2 separate regions of the Ovis aries genome follow, and region 2 is linked to region 1. A link is a contact called in public Hi-C data. All regions are on one chromosome and are shown on one strand. The core of a region is the stretch at or near the end of the contact, and the rest is flanking DNA. Distances in the headings are between cores, read along the strand shown. Region 1 holds the start of LOC101111733 (eukaryotic translation initiation factor 2 subunit 2). Region 2 overlaps LOC132658655 (a long non-coding RNA gene).

Evidence for each region. A called contact is a pair of places that touch in the nucleus more often than the background predicts.
Region 2: a contact with region 1 is called in a Hi-C map of liver, with 2.3 times the contacts expected there. The contact joins the enhancer-like site here to the promoter of LOC101111733 in region 1. A contact is called at or near these places in 3 of 16 Hi-C or Micro-C datasets (liver, mixed tissues and skin fibroblasts).

The regions. Positions count from the first base shown.
Region 1 is chr25:6,778,162-6,783,710 of ARS-UI_Ramb_v3.0, forward strand. It overlaps LOC101111733 (eukaryotic translation initiation factor 2 subunit 2), which reads left to right and starts at 1,606. Exons shown (of 1, transcript XM_015096963.3): 1 at 1,606-3,007. The coding sequence starts at 1,711. The coding sequence ends at 2,712. IRF2BP2 (interferon regulatory factor 2 binding protein 2) reads right to left here. Exons shown (of 2, transcript XM_027962392.3): 2 at 432-5,472. The coding sequence ends at 4,757.
Region 2 is chr25:7,024,687-7,030,821 of ARS-UI_Ramb_v3.0, forward strand. All of the region lies in intron 1 of LOC132658655 (a long non-coding RNA gene), which reads right to left. Among named protein-coding and RNA genes, the nearest start is that of TRNAR-CCU, 190 kb to the right of the region's middle. Within about 2 kb of position 3,260, at least 13 of the 54 cell types and tissues checked have an H3K27ac peak or open chromatin away from gene starts, as enhancers often do. A contact at or near this core is called in liver, where this site is marked.

The DNA.
Region 1 (5,549 bases), core at 356-2,855:
CTTTCGTCTGCAGTGAAGTTTCTCTGGCCCAACATCGCTGTTTTCTTCCACTGCTTCCCAGCGAGCAACTCCATGTCTTGACAATCTCTTCAATGTCATCACTATCTTCTCTTCCCAATCTACTACTGAAGAATGGCTGGCTGAACTGCAAGCTGCAAAGTAAACAAGTGCTTCTCTGGCTGTACTTTGTTCAGCTCTTCTCTTTATCTGCTTCCCCTATCCAGTTGCCCTTTCCCCAGTCCCTAGCGCTTTCTTCCGCCTTCCATCAGTTGCCTTTTTGTTCCATGTCTTTTATCTCCTCCCTTTCTCCTGCTGGTTCAGTCAAACCCCAACGCCAAACCCACACATCCTCTGGTCACGTTGCCACTGGTGATTAAAACAAGAGCCACTCTAAGCTTACTTTAAACAATTAAAAAAGGCCTCAGAAAATGTTCAGTGCTCCCAATTTTATTTTTATTTAATGCTAAAAGTTAAAGAAAAAAAAAAGTACTGTAAATCTGACAAATGACAGAATGCAGGTGATATTTCCATAGCGTGATTTTAAAATAATGTTGATATCTGAGATTACACTCACTTTAGTTGACATGAGTTTCATCATATATAGAAAAAGTATCACCTTCAACTTAAAAAAAAAGTAAAGGTTAAAAGGTGGCACACTTTTAAAATACTTGGTGGCCAAGGAAAGGTATCTAGTAATAAAGTTGTAAACCATGTGTACGTTCTTATAACTTTTAATGTGAGGCCACATGAAAGACAGTACATGTTAAATTCTATAAATTGTTAAAGCAAAAAAGGGGAAAGCTTCAACACCCCATCCCCTAATATTTTGAGTATTAAAAGCACAGCTGAAATATTAGGATTTGAAATCTGATACTGCCCACGTACAGTAAGTAGCTTTCTGACATCTTTATCCAGCTGTGGAGAATCTCTGCACTGTCATCAGTACAACAAAGAATCAAACCCATGTCCCAGTGCTAACTTTTTAACTTCAGAGAATGCCAGAGAAATAACCCAGACCAACACTTTCCCAGCTGCAAGCCTTCTATAAGGCCACCCAAGGGCCAGTCAGACTCTTATTTTTTAATAGGAGTAAACTCAACATGCAGCCCTTTAAAGCTGTTTAAATTCTCCCTCTTGAACACCAGCGCAGAGAAACCATAGGTTGTCTTTTCCACAGCTGGAGAGACTTATTCAAAACAGCAGGATGGTTCTTTATTAATCTTTTGGAAAGCTTATCTGTATAAAGATCGAAAAACATACAGATAGCTACCACAAATTAGGTCAAATGACTGATCAACTTGTAACGTCTATGAGGTCAAACTCCAGTTTATAGTAAAGTGCCTAGATACACATTTATACAACAGACCATAATAAACTGAATTCTTTACAAATGTCTTTATGGGCATGTAAAAGCGACTGTGTTTCTGCATGTGTGCATTTACATAAGAGAAACCAGTCAGATCTGAGTCATAGATATTCCAATTTTTTAAAAAAAGTGTAACAACAAACTGGTTAATCATGCAAGTCTGTTTGTAATATAACAATGACCGGTAACATGAATTTGCACAGCATTAATAATAGGTGCACTTATTAAAAACACCATGAGAGTGCGGTGGTGGGAGAAGTGTCGGCAGGAGCAGCGCTGAAGCCGGGGCCTGGGGCTGACCCGTCAGACTTTCCGTCCGTGCCGAGCCCACTCGAGCCGCAGCCATGTCCGGGGACGAGATGATTTTTGATCCTACTATGAGCAAGAAGAAAAAGAAGAAGAAGAAGCCTTTTATGTTAGATGAGGAAGGGGATGCCCAGACAGAAGAAACCCAGCCCTCAGAAACAAAAGAAGTGGAGCCAGAGCCAACTGAGGACAAAGATGTAGAAGCTGATGAAGAAGACAGTAGGAAAAAAGATGCTTCTGATGATCTAGATGATTTGAATTTCTTTAATCAGAAGAAAAAGAAGAAAAAATCAAAAAAGATATTTGATATTGATGAAGCTGAAGAAGGTATAAAGGACCTTAAGATTGAAAGTGATGTTCAGGAACCAGCTGAACCAGAGGAAGATCTTGACATTATGCTTGGCAATAAAAAGAAGAAAAAGAAGGTTGTCAAGTTCCCTGATGAGGATGAAATACTAGAGAAAGATGAAGCTTTAGAAGATGAAGACAGCAAAAAAGATGATGGTATCTCATTCAGTAACCAGACAGGCCCTGCTTGGGCAGGCTCAGAAAGAGACTACACATATGAAGAGCTACTGAATCGAGTGTTCAACATCATGAGGGAAAAGAATCCAGATATGGTAGCTGGAGAGAAAAGGAAATTTGTCATGAAACCACCACAGGTCGTCCGAGTAGGAACCAAGAAAACTTCTTTTGTCAACTTTACAGATATCTGTAAACTATTACATCGTCAGCCTAAACATCTCCTTGCATTTTTATTGGCTGAATTGGGTACAAGTGGTTCTATAGATGGTAATAATCAACTTGTAATTAAAGGAAGATTCCAACAGAAACAGATAGAAAATGTTTTGAGAAGATATATCAAGGAATACGTCACCTGTCACACGTGCCGATCACCAGACACAATCCTGCAAAAGGACACCCGACTCTATTTCTTACAGTGCGAAACTTGTCATTCTCGATGCTCTGTTGCCAGCATCAAAACTGGCTTCCAGGCTGTCACGGGCAAGCGAGCACAGCTCCGTGCCAAAGCTAACTAATTTGCTAATCACCACTGATTTTGCAAAGAGTGTTGTGGAGATTTGGCTGGACAGGTTTACCATCAGAGTGGATAAACCACTGTATTAAAAACAAGATAGAAAAGCTGCCAAGTTCTTTGGCGTGTGGCTGGTTGGTCTGAAATTCTTGCAAGATGCCGTTGCTGAAGCTGTTGACATACTCATTGCCTACTTTAACAACTGTCAGAGAAACATGATGGGGTAAGGCGGTGCTTTTTTAAAATCGTTCATAGACTTCTGTAAAATGCAAGATAAATTAAAGTTATTATAACAGTGATTCTTTCAAAAAAAAAAAAAAAAAAAAAAAAAAAACACCATGAAAAAAATACTGTATTTGGTGCAGTATCTGATTTTCAAGTGTTAATAACTCGACCATTAAAAAATATTTGAGCAATTTAAAAAAAGAAAGACAAAAACACAACTGAAAAAGTTAATCCAAAGTGGGTAACAATCTGTATTTTCAAATTAAAAGCTGGGTTGTGAACCATACACAGAAGTTGTAGACCTCGAAGCCATGATTCAGCCTAATGATAGGGCCAAGTTACAAACACCTGAACATAAAAGGATTTAAAGTAGTGTTCCTGTCAATGTTAAATCATAACAGCACAAAAGAAAAACCAGTATCACTGTGAGACAACTATTTCTAATAACTGATGATTTATTGGTTTAAAAAAAATCATTTTACTGATGCAAAATAGTGATCGAAAGAAATTAGTTTACAAAAGGCTTCTAAAAATAGTTTGAGAGGTGGGGCCTGTCTATCATGTAAAACTCTTTAATTTTCGCTAGTTTATCATTTTTTGTCCAGAAGAACAGTATTATTCACTTGGTATTTCAAACACATGTGAGAAAGAAATTACAGGTTTCCTCCACCCCCATCTGGGCTGTCACCGATATGCCCACGGGCAGTCCTGGCAGCACCCTACGCTGATACTGTCATTGTACCATACTGTATTTAGCACTCACTAGGAACAGGGTGCAGGTGATCACACCGACAGCAATAGCGCTACAGGTAAATGATAAGACGACAAAACACAAAACGGAAACGAAACCAATCCCACAATCTCCAGTTCACCTGGACTGTAACTTCTTTTCAATTCTTTTCAAAGGAAACGACCACAGCAACGACAGACAGAGCTCCAGGGGGTTTCAAAGTGGCGCTGCAGAGGCAGGCTCCATGCAAAGATGGCAGTGCCATCTTGTCCCCACCGACAACCGTTATCACTGTCTTGAGTCACTGGATTGTGTATTACGTAACCAACTAGCATGCAGCATTGTCATCTTACAACTGATCACATGGGCAGTGAACAGTGGTCAACTCTGCCTTAAAAAAAAAAAAAAAATCACCCCCCCCCAAATAAACCCCCCCCCACAGTCCTGAAAATCTCTCAGCAGCAACTCTCAGGCAGTCATCAATAACCTAACAACTGAACTTTAAGAACAAAATCGAGAAAGATTCACAATCGATTTCCTGTTACTCTGAAAGGGCAATGTTTGGGGGGAACTTGGTGACATTTCTCAGTGGCATGCCCACTTCACAACACTGCCCCTTTCCTCATTTCCTTTCCTTCTCCACCAATTGGCCTCCAGCCTGAGAAACGGGCCAGCAGTAAATAACAACAGACAGTAAGGCAATCTTACAATGTCAGAAAATGTATTTGGCTTTTTTTTTTCTTTTTAAAATAAGTGCATACAAATACAGCTAGAAGCGTTTCTGCTTTGCCAAGTGCTCTAAAAAAGCAGCGCAAGTCACAGCCTACATTGAACGGTAACTGTCACCAGGATAATAAAGCACAGAGATATGCTAATAACATTAACAAAAGAAGAAAATGCTTTTATAAGTACATACCTTTTGTCGTCAAAAAAAAAAATAGAAACACATGTATTCAAAAAAATCAAAATTATACAGCCATGTTTATGAAGTCTACATTTCCCTTGTCTTGGATATATATATATGTGGAGATATATATACAATTCAAGCAGTTTTAGTTAAGATTAATCATTGGGTTTTTCTGAAACCGGAAAGTCACGAGTCTCTCTCCTTTTTCACTTTCACATCTCCAGCAAGGATGGTTGCAATCTCCCCTTGCATGAAGGCCCAGGGGACATTGGAGCCCACAAGAGGGCATTTTTCCCCACTGGGACAATAGACCTCTCCACTAGCTCCCTGCTGTTTGATGCTTTGTCTGGAGCAGGGGAAGCAGAACTTGTGCGAAGGAACAGAAGGGCACTGCACAAAGTGGGTGTCCTCCAGCCGCTCATGGCAGAGGGTGCAGCACAGCGGGGCGCTGGCGGCCAGGGAGGAGTCTGGGAGGCTGGCGGGGTGCACTGGCTCCAGTCCTCCGGCGCCGCCTGCCCCTGGGCCCCCCACCTCTCGGGGGCCCAGCCTTCTTTGGTTCATAGAGGACGGAGAGGGTGGACTGCTGCTGTTCCGTCTGGTGGTGGAGTGCACCTGGTTGGCATCTTTCGAGGCATGACTGCCCCCTGCATTGTCTGCTACCAAGATCAGGGCTGCCATGGGGGACTGGCCGTTCTGGGCCGCTTCAGGCGGTGTGGTCCGGTTGGAATGAGGTGAGGCAGTGGGTGGTGGTGGCGACACAAAAGAGGATGCAGGAGTGATGGGGATCTTGAGCCCTTCTGTGGATGTAGACAGCCACGGCTGGGCCTCTCCATTGATCTTAGGGGGCCCGACTTCACCTTCTGGCTCAGGAGAAGGCTTCCTTTTCCTTGCTGTTCTTGCAACTGGAAGAACAAAGATAGAAAAGGGGAAAAGAATAAATGAACGTGCACTAAAAAGGATCTTTCTTTCACTAACACAC
Region 2 (6,135 bases), core at 2,010-4,509, 250 kb after region 1:
TGGCCAAAAAGTTCATTCAAGGGAGTGCTGGCTCCCTTGAGTGAGCTCAAGAACCTGGTTTGTTTGCCTCTGTGTGGATCAGAGCTCCAAACATCAGCCTGGTGGGTAGAGACCCACCTGTGTTGGCCTGTTTCTCAAGGATATGGTAAGCGCTGAGCCAAGAGAGAAGGCAGACGACTACAAATACCGGACCCTGAATGCAGGCAGAGAGGGAGGGCACCAGGACCTACAGTGCTGACTCTTGCCTCAAGGACAGTCCCCTGAACCCTTCACTGGTGGACCCAGTCTCCGTCCAGACAGACCACCAGTCCCATGTGAGACACTGTTGCTTCCTTCTTGGGACACATGGTCTTCTTGGGAATGTAGTTCCCACTGCTCCTTCTCCTCTGGATTCTCCAGCATCTCCAGAGAAAATAGATCAGAGATGACCACACGAGAGTGAGCCTTGGGGTCACTTGCCCAGGACCGCATCCACCTGCCTCTCCCCACCACCCCTCCCATCCCCAGACAGGATCCCACCTTGCCTGGCACTGTCTCTGCGAGGGAGTGGGCTACCTGGCGGGGCTAAATCGGCTGCTGTTGGCCCGTCAGTGCAGTCCCACAACTGTGCACCTCCCCAGGGCCAGGAGGGGCCTCTGCTGGAGTGGGGTGGGCTCTCAGGCCCTGCCAAAACATCCTACCACCTCATCTCAGGCCTGATTTGCCTCTGACTCACCCAGTTTTTCTGAGATCACAAAACAATGAACCCTGGTCATATCTCCAGAATGGACTTGGTGTTCACTGCTGGGGTTAATTGCCCTGAACGACCTGAGAGTCTTCCTGAAACCACTGTGGTTCACTCGAGTGAGGCAGGAGGTTCCTCTCTCATAAGCTTATCTTCACCACGCAGCCCTGGTAAGTAATTGCTGAGGGTTGCAAAATCAAAGGGAAAATATTTACAATAAAGGTTGACCTAAAAAAGATCTAGACCGGGGTCAGTGTCCCTTCAGCTTGGCCTGACCAATTCCAGACAGAGCGCCTCAGGGGAAGGCAGGGCCTTGGGTACAAAGAGCGTGGGTTTGGAGTAGGCAGAGGCCTGAGTTCAAATCCTGCCTCCCCACTTAACTAGTTGGGGCAACAGAGTTCATCTCAGATGAGATTTCCTATCTCAGAAGGTTTTGCAAAGGAATTGAGATTCGTGCAAGTGAGATGCTTGGCATGAAATAAACATGTTTGGCCTCCTCCTCCACCTCTACACATCAGATTCCTCACCTTTTAAAAATATTTACTTATTTATTTGGCTGCATCAGGCCTTATGTGCAGCACCCAGGATCTTTTGTTGCAGCACACTAACTCTCTACTTACAATGTACATACTTAGTTGCTGCTCAGCATGTGGGATCTTAGTTCCCTGAACAGCAATAGAACCTAAGTCTCCTGCATTGCAAGGCAGATTCCTAACTACTGGACCAGGAGGAAGTCCCCCAGCTTCCTCACCTTTTAGATTAAAAAGCTGGAGGAGGTGGGTCTCAAGGCCACTTTCAGCTCTGACTTCCTGCTGTTCCCTGAAATCACAGGGGTTGTAAGTTCCTCTCCTGTGGAGGATAGGGTGATGCATTCTGCATCCAGCTGCCCTCCTGGCCTCTAACTGACAGGTTCTGGGCTCGGCTGCCATTGTAAAACCACAGGGACACCAAAAGACCTGGGTGGAGGCCTGGTCGCACAGCCTGGACAGGCTCCTAGCCTCCCCTCTCCATCTCAAAGGGCTTCTCTGCTCCATGCACAGCAGGGGTTTGTCCTTTCTGATTTTGTGCACTCTCTCAAAGGTTACCAGCCGAGGACTTCCCTGGTGGCCCAATGGTTAAGAATCTGCCTGTCAATGTAGAGGACATGGGTTCGATCCCTGCTCCAGGAAGATTCCACATGCCGAGGGGAAACTAAGCCCATGCACCGCAACTACTGAAGCCCGCCCTGTAGAGCTCGTGCTCTGCAACAAGAAAAGCCACCGCAATGAGAAGCCCAAGCACAACTAGAGAGTCGTCCCCTCTCTCTGCAACTAGAGAAAGCCTGCAAGCAACAATGATCCCGTGCAGCCAAAACATGAGTAAGTAGTAATTTTTATAAAAAGGTTACCAGTTGGGTAGAAATGCATTATAAGACATTCAGACTTTAGCCATTGTCCTGATGGGCAGCTTAGTGGAGAGAACCACCCTCGGGCAGGTACTGGGAGATGAATTCACTCCTCGCAGGCTGATGGCTTTGGGCTCAAATGCTCCTCTAGTTCCTCACCCCTCCAATGACAAGCCGCCATATCCACTCTTGCTCTGTTGGGTGAGATTTTCCCATCAAATGGTAGATCTTGTGAATGTTTCTGAAAAATATGAAACTCTGGGAAAACGGGAGGGATTGTGGGGACTCCAGCTTGGGTCTCTAAACCAGACCTCCCATTCACCCTTCTGTTGTCCTGGGAAAACCCAAGACAAGAACTGGCCAAGCCCTTCACAGGAGGAATCACTGGAACTCTTTCTCTAACCCTTGGGGAGTAGCTGGCTGCCTTTCCATGGGAAAGCACATGGGATAAGCTGTGTGTCTCTCATGACCTCTAGGTGAGTGACCACATGCTCCCTGTACCCAGGCCATTTCAGTTTATTCTCGTTACCCAGAGTAATCATTAACAGCACCTCCTTTTATTTTCAAAATAGCACCCCAGCTGTGCAAAAAGGTATACGGTCACCATCCCTCCACGCCAAGTACTACGTCTACAGCCAAGCTGGATTGCCTTGACCTTGCATGCTCAGTCGCGTCTGACTCTTTGCAACCCAGTGGACTGTAACCTGCCAGGTTCCACTGCTCATGGAATTTTCTAGACAAGAATACTGGGATGGGTTGCCGTTTCCTATCACAGGGGATCTTCCTGACCCAGGGATCGAAACTGCATCTTTGGTGTCTCCTGCATTGTCAGGCAGATTCTTTACCAACAGCACTACCTGGGAACCTCTGCAATGATTCATCATCTGATGCAGATGTCACCCCCATTGCACTTCTGCAAGAGGGGACACGGTTTCAAGGGGGATCAGAGGGTGTCAGGCCCAGACGTACTCACCAGCCTCCTAAGAGCAGGGGCACAGTGCTGTTCTGTGGCCCTTGGAGACCGGTTCCTTCCTCTCCTCAATTCCTTGCTCATCCAGCTCCATCCGAAGGCTCAGCTCTGCCAGTACCAGCATGGCCCGCCGCTCACCCAGAGCTGCCCCCAGCTGGGCCTCCCAGGTCTCAGAGCTGCTTCCGTTTGAGAACCGCCCGGGAGCCAAGGACATTCTGTGCCGAACAGACTGAAGCTCCTCATCCCCAGGGCTGACTGTTCTCAGCTGTTACTACATCATGACAAGAGAAACTTGAAGGAAGGCTTGGGATGCCACAGATAGTTGAACTGTTGATGTTTAAACATATTTTTCCCTCTCAGCCAGCAATTCTGTGGTTTCTCTTATTGGGTTGGAAGCCCTCTAGAACACTTCATGTTGACAGCAGTTTGTAATTATGTCACTTCCACCCCCTCATGTGCCCAAGAGGGGCCTCACAGAACAAGCACTCGTCCCATTTCACAGATAGGGAGACTAAGTTCAGAACAGGCAAAAGATGCTGATCTTTCACTTGACCTAGCCACGCAGGCTTCCTTCTAATCAAGACTTTGACTAAATCGTTCTCACACACACATACACACGCTTACACAAACTCGAACCGTTTCCCAGGGGACCTTGTATGGTTTCCCCTCTCTGGTTTTACTCGTGATACTTTCCTACTTCCTGGCTATAAATACCCCGAGGTCAAAGACGTCTCTTGGTTTCACTACATCAGCCAAAGAAGCAGTCACTCAGAAGCAGACAGCAGGGAGCAGCCACAAAGGGAGAGGCGGCAGGTCTGCTCCGTCCAGGACAGAGGGGTTATTTCCTTTGTGTTTTGCTTTTCAGAAGCAGCCACCAGAATTCTGTCCGGGAAAGTCAAGCCCCGTCACGCACGCTTGTGCCCCAGGGCTTGGGCTGGATAAGCAAGGGTGGAAAAAGCACTCTCATTTTGAAGCCTGCCTAAACCAAGGCTGGTGGAGGTGAGGCCCCTGTATGGCCAACCACTGGACCAGCTGTAAAAACCCACCTCCAGACTTTTCAGATGGGGGTTCAAGGCCACACCCCAGGGAAGCTATTTCTTCTAAATACCACTGTCTTCTCTTCCTCTTTCCTCACTTTCAGGGTAAATTCTTCCTCTATGTTTCATAGACTTTGAATTAATGTTTCTCTTATTACAAATTTATTATTTATAATATAATTATTATTTATCATATAATTGTGTTATTTATATTAGAGCTTCCCTAGTGGCTCAGATGGTAAAGCATCTGCCTTCAAGGCAGGACACCCAGGTTCAACTCTCATTTCTCCTTCTGAACTCATCTGTTGCCCCATCATGAAGCCAGTGGGAAACTCCTCTGTACACTCATAAGAAAGTGAGAGTGAAAAAGGCGAATGAGGCCTTAGCAGTGTTTTGAAAATAGTCTTGGCTGTCCAGAGCCCACTGTGAAGAGAAAGGCCAGGGAGAAGAGCCTTCCCTTCCCTGAGCAAGAGCAGGACAATCCAGGGCTCCCCTCCATGCAACATGTCAAGGCCCTGAAGAATACAGTCACACAGGTCCCCGGGCACCTTCTGGATGCTGGAAATCACATGGCCATAGGCACCCAGAGGTCCCAAAGCCGGGAACCTGCACCCATACAGACCTTTCAGGGAGATCTTGCTTTCCCCAGCCCAAAAAACTAACATAGTTAATGCCTACTCTGACCTGTGACCTGCTGCTGGCCTGCCCTAGTGCCCCCACCACTACCACCACCACTCCCAGGCCTCACGGTGGTCTGCTCCCGTGGTCATGCCCGTGTGGTAGTAGATCACATTATCAGCCCTGTTCTTGCCTTCCTGTGCCCATAGCCCAGCCATGGAAGGGTGCTCTTTGCCATCCCTTGGCTTTAGGTTTGGCCATGTGACTTGCATTGGCCATAAGTGTGTGGACAGAAAGACCAAACAGCAGCCCTGAGCCTGGGCCTTGGGAGTCTTGCATGTTTCCACTTGCCCCTTTGTACTCCCATCATCATCAGAAGAGTCTACTGCCAGATCATTGCTGTCGCTTAGCCTGGGACCCCCAATGAACAATTATGGCAAGGACTGAGCCCCGTCAGCACCGACAGACCTATAGACTGAACCTGAGCCACCCCAACTGACCCTCAAATCCATGAATATAAACACGTATGATTGTGTGCTGCTGAGGTTTTTGCAGTTATTTGTTAACACAGCAAGGGCTAGCCAATACACCTGTTTCCTTGCCTCTAGTCTCTTTAAGACTATGAGTTACACAAAGGCTGCAACCAATGCTTGTTTTTATATTGTTTCCCAAGAGCACATAGCAATTATTTAATAAATGTCTTTTGAACATGGGAAGAAATGCACAGATGAACACCTAGACTAGTCCAGTTACCAGATCAGACTTCTGGAATCCTCTGACCCAAAGATCATCACAGAACACATCAACGATTACACACTAGGTATCCCAAGGACAGATCCACTCATATGCAAGGCTAGGCCAGCATTAGACCAGCTCTCATAACAGGCAATGGGGGACTTCCCTGGTGGTTCAATGGTGAAGAATCTGACCTGCCAATGCAGGGAACATAGGTTGTTATCCCTGGTCCAGATTCCTCATGCTGCAAGGCAATTAAGCCCACACTCTGCAACTACTGAGTCCATGCATCCCAGAGCCCATGCTCTGCAACAAGAGAAGCTGCTGCATTGAGAAGCCTCAACTAGAGCGTATCCCCTCTCACCACAGCTAGAGAAAGCCCAAGCACAATGAAGACCCAGTGCAGCAACAAAGATCCAGTGCAGCCAAAAAAAATAAAAATTTTTTTTAAAAAATTTTAATCTTAAGAAAACAGGCAATGGAACAGGTAAAGCATCCCTTGGGGATTGTATTTAGCTGTCCTTTAACTGAACTAGTATTCTCAGCTGCCCTCTTAAGCTTCAGAGACGAATGGCCTCTCTTGGAGGCAATCCTTGGTGATCTGCTAGCCATCTGTGCCCTGAACTGCCCTCACTCTCTGATGAAGTGCCTTCACTCCACACCCCTC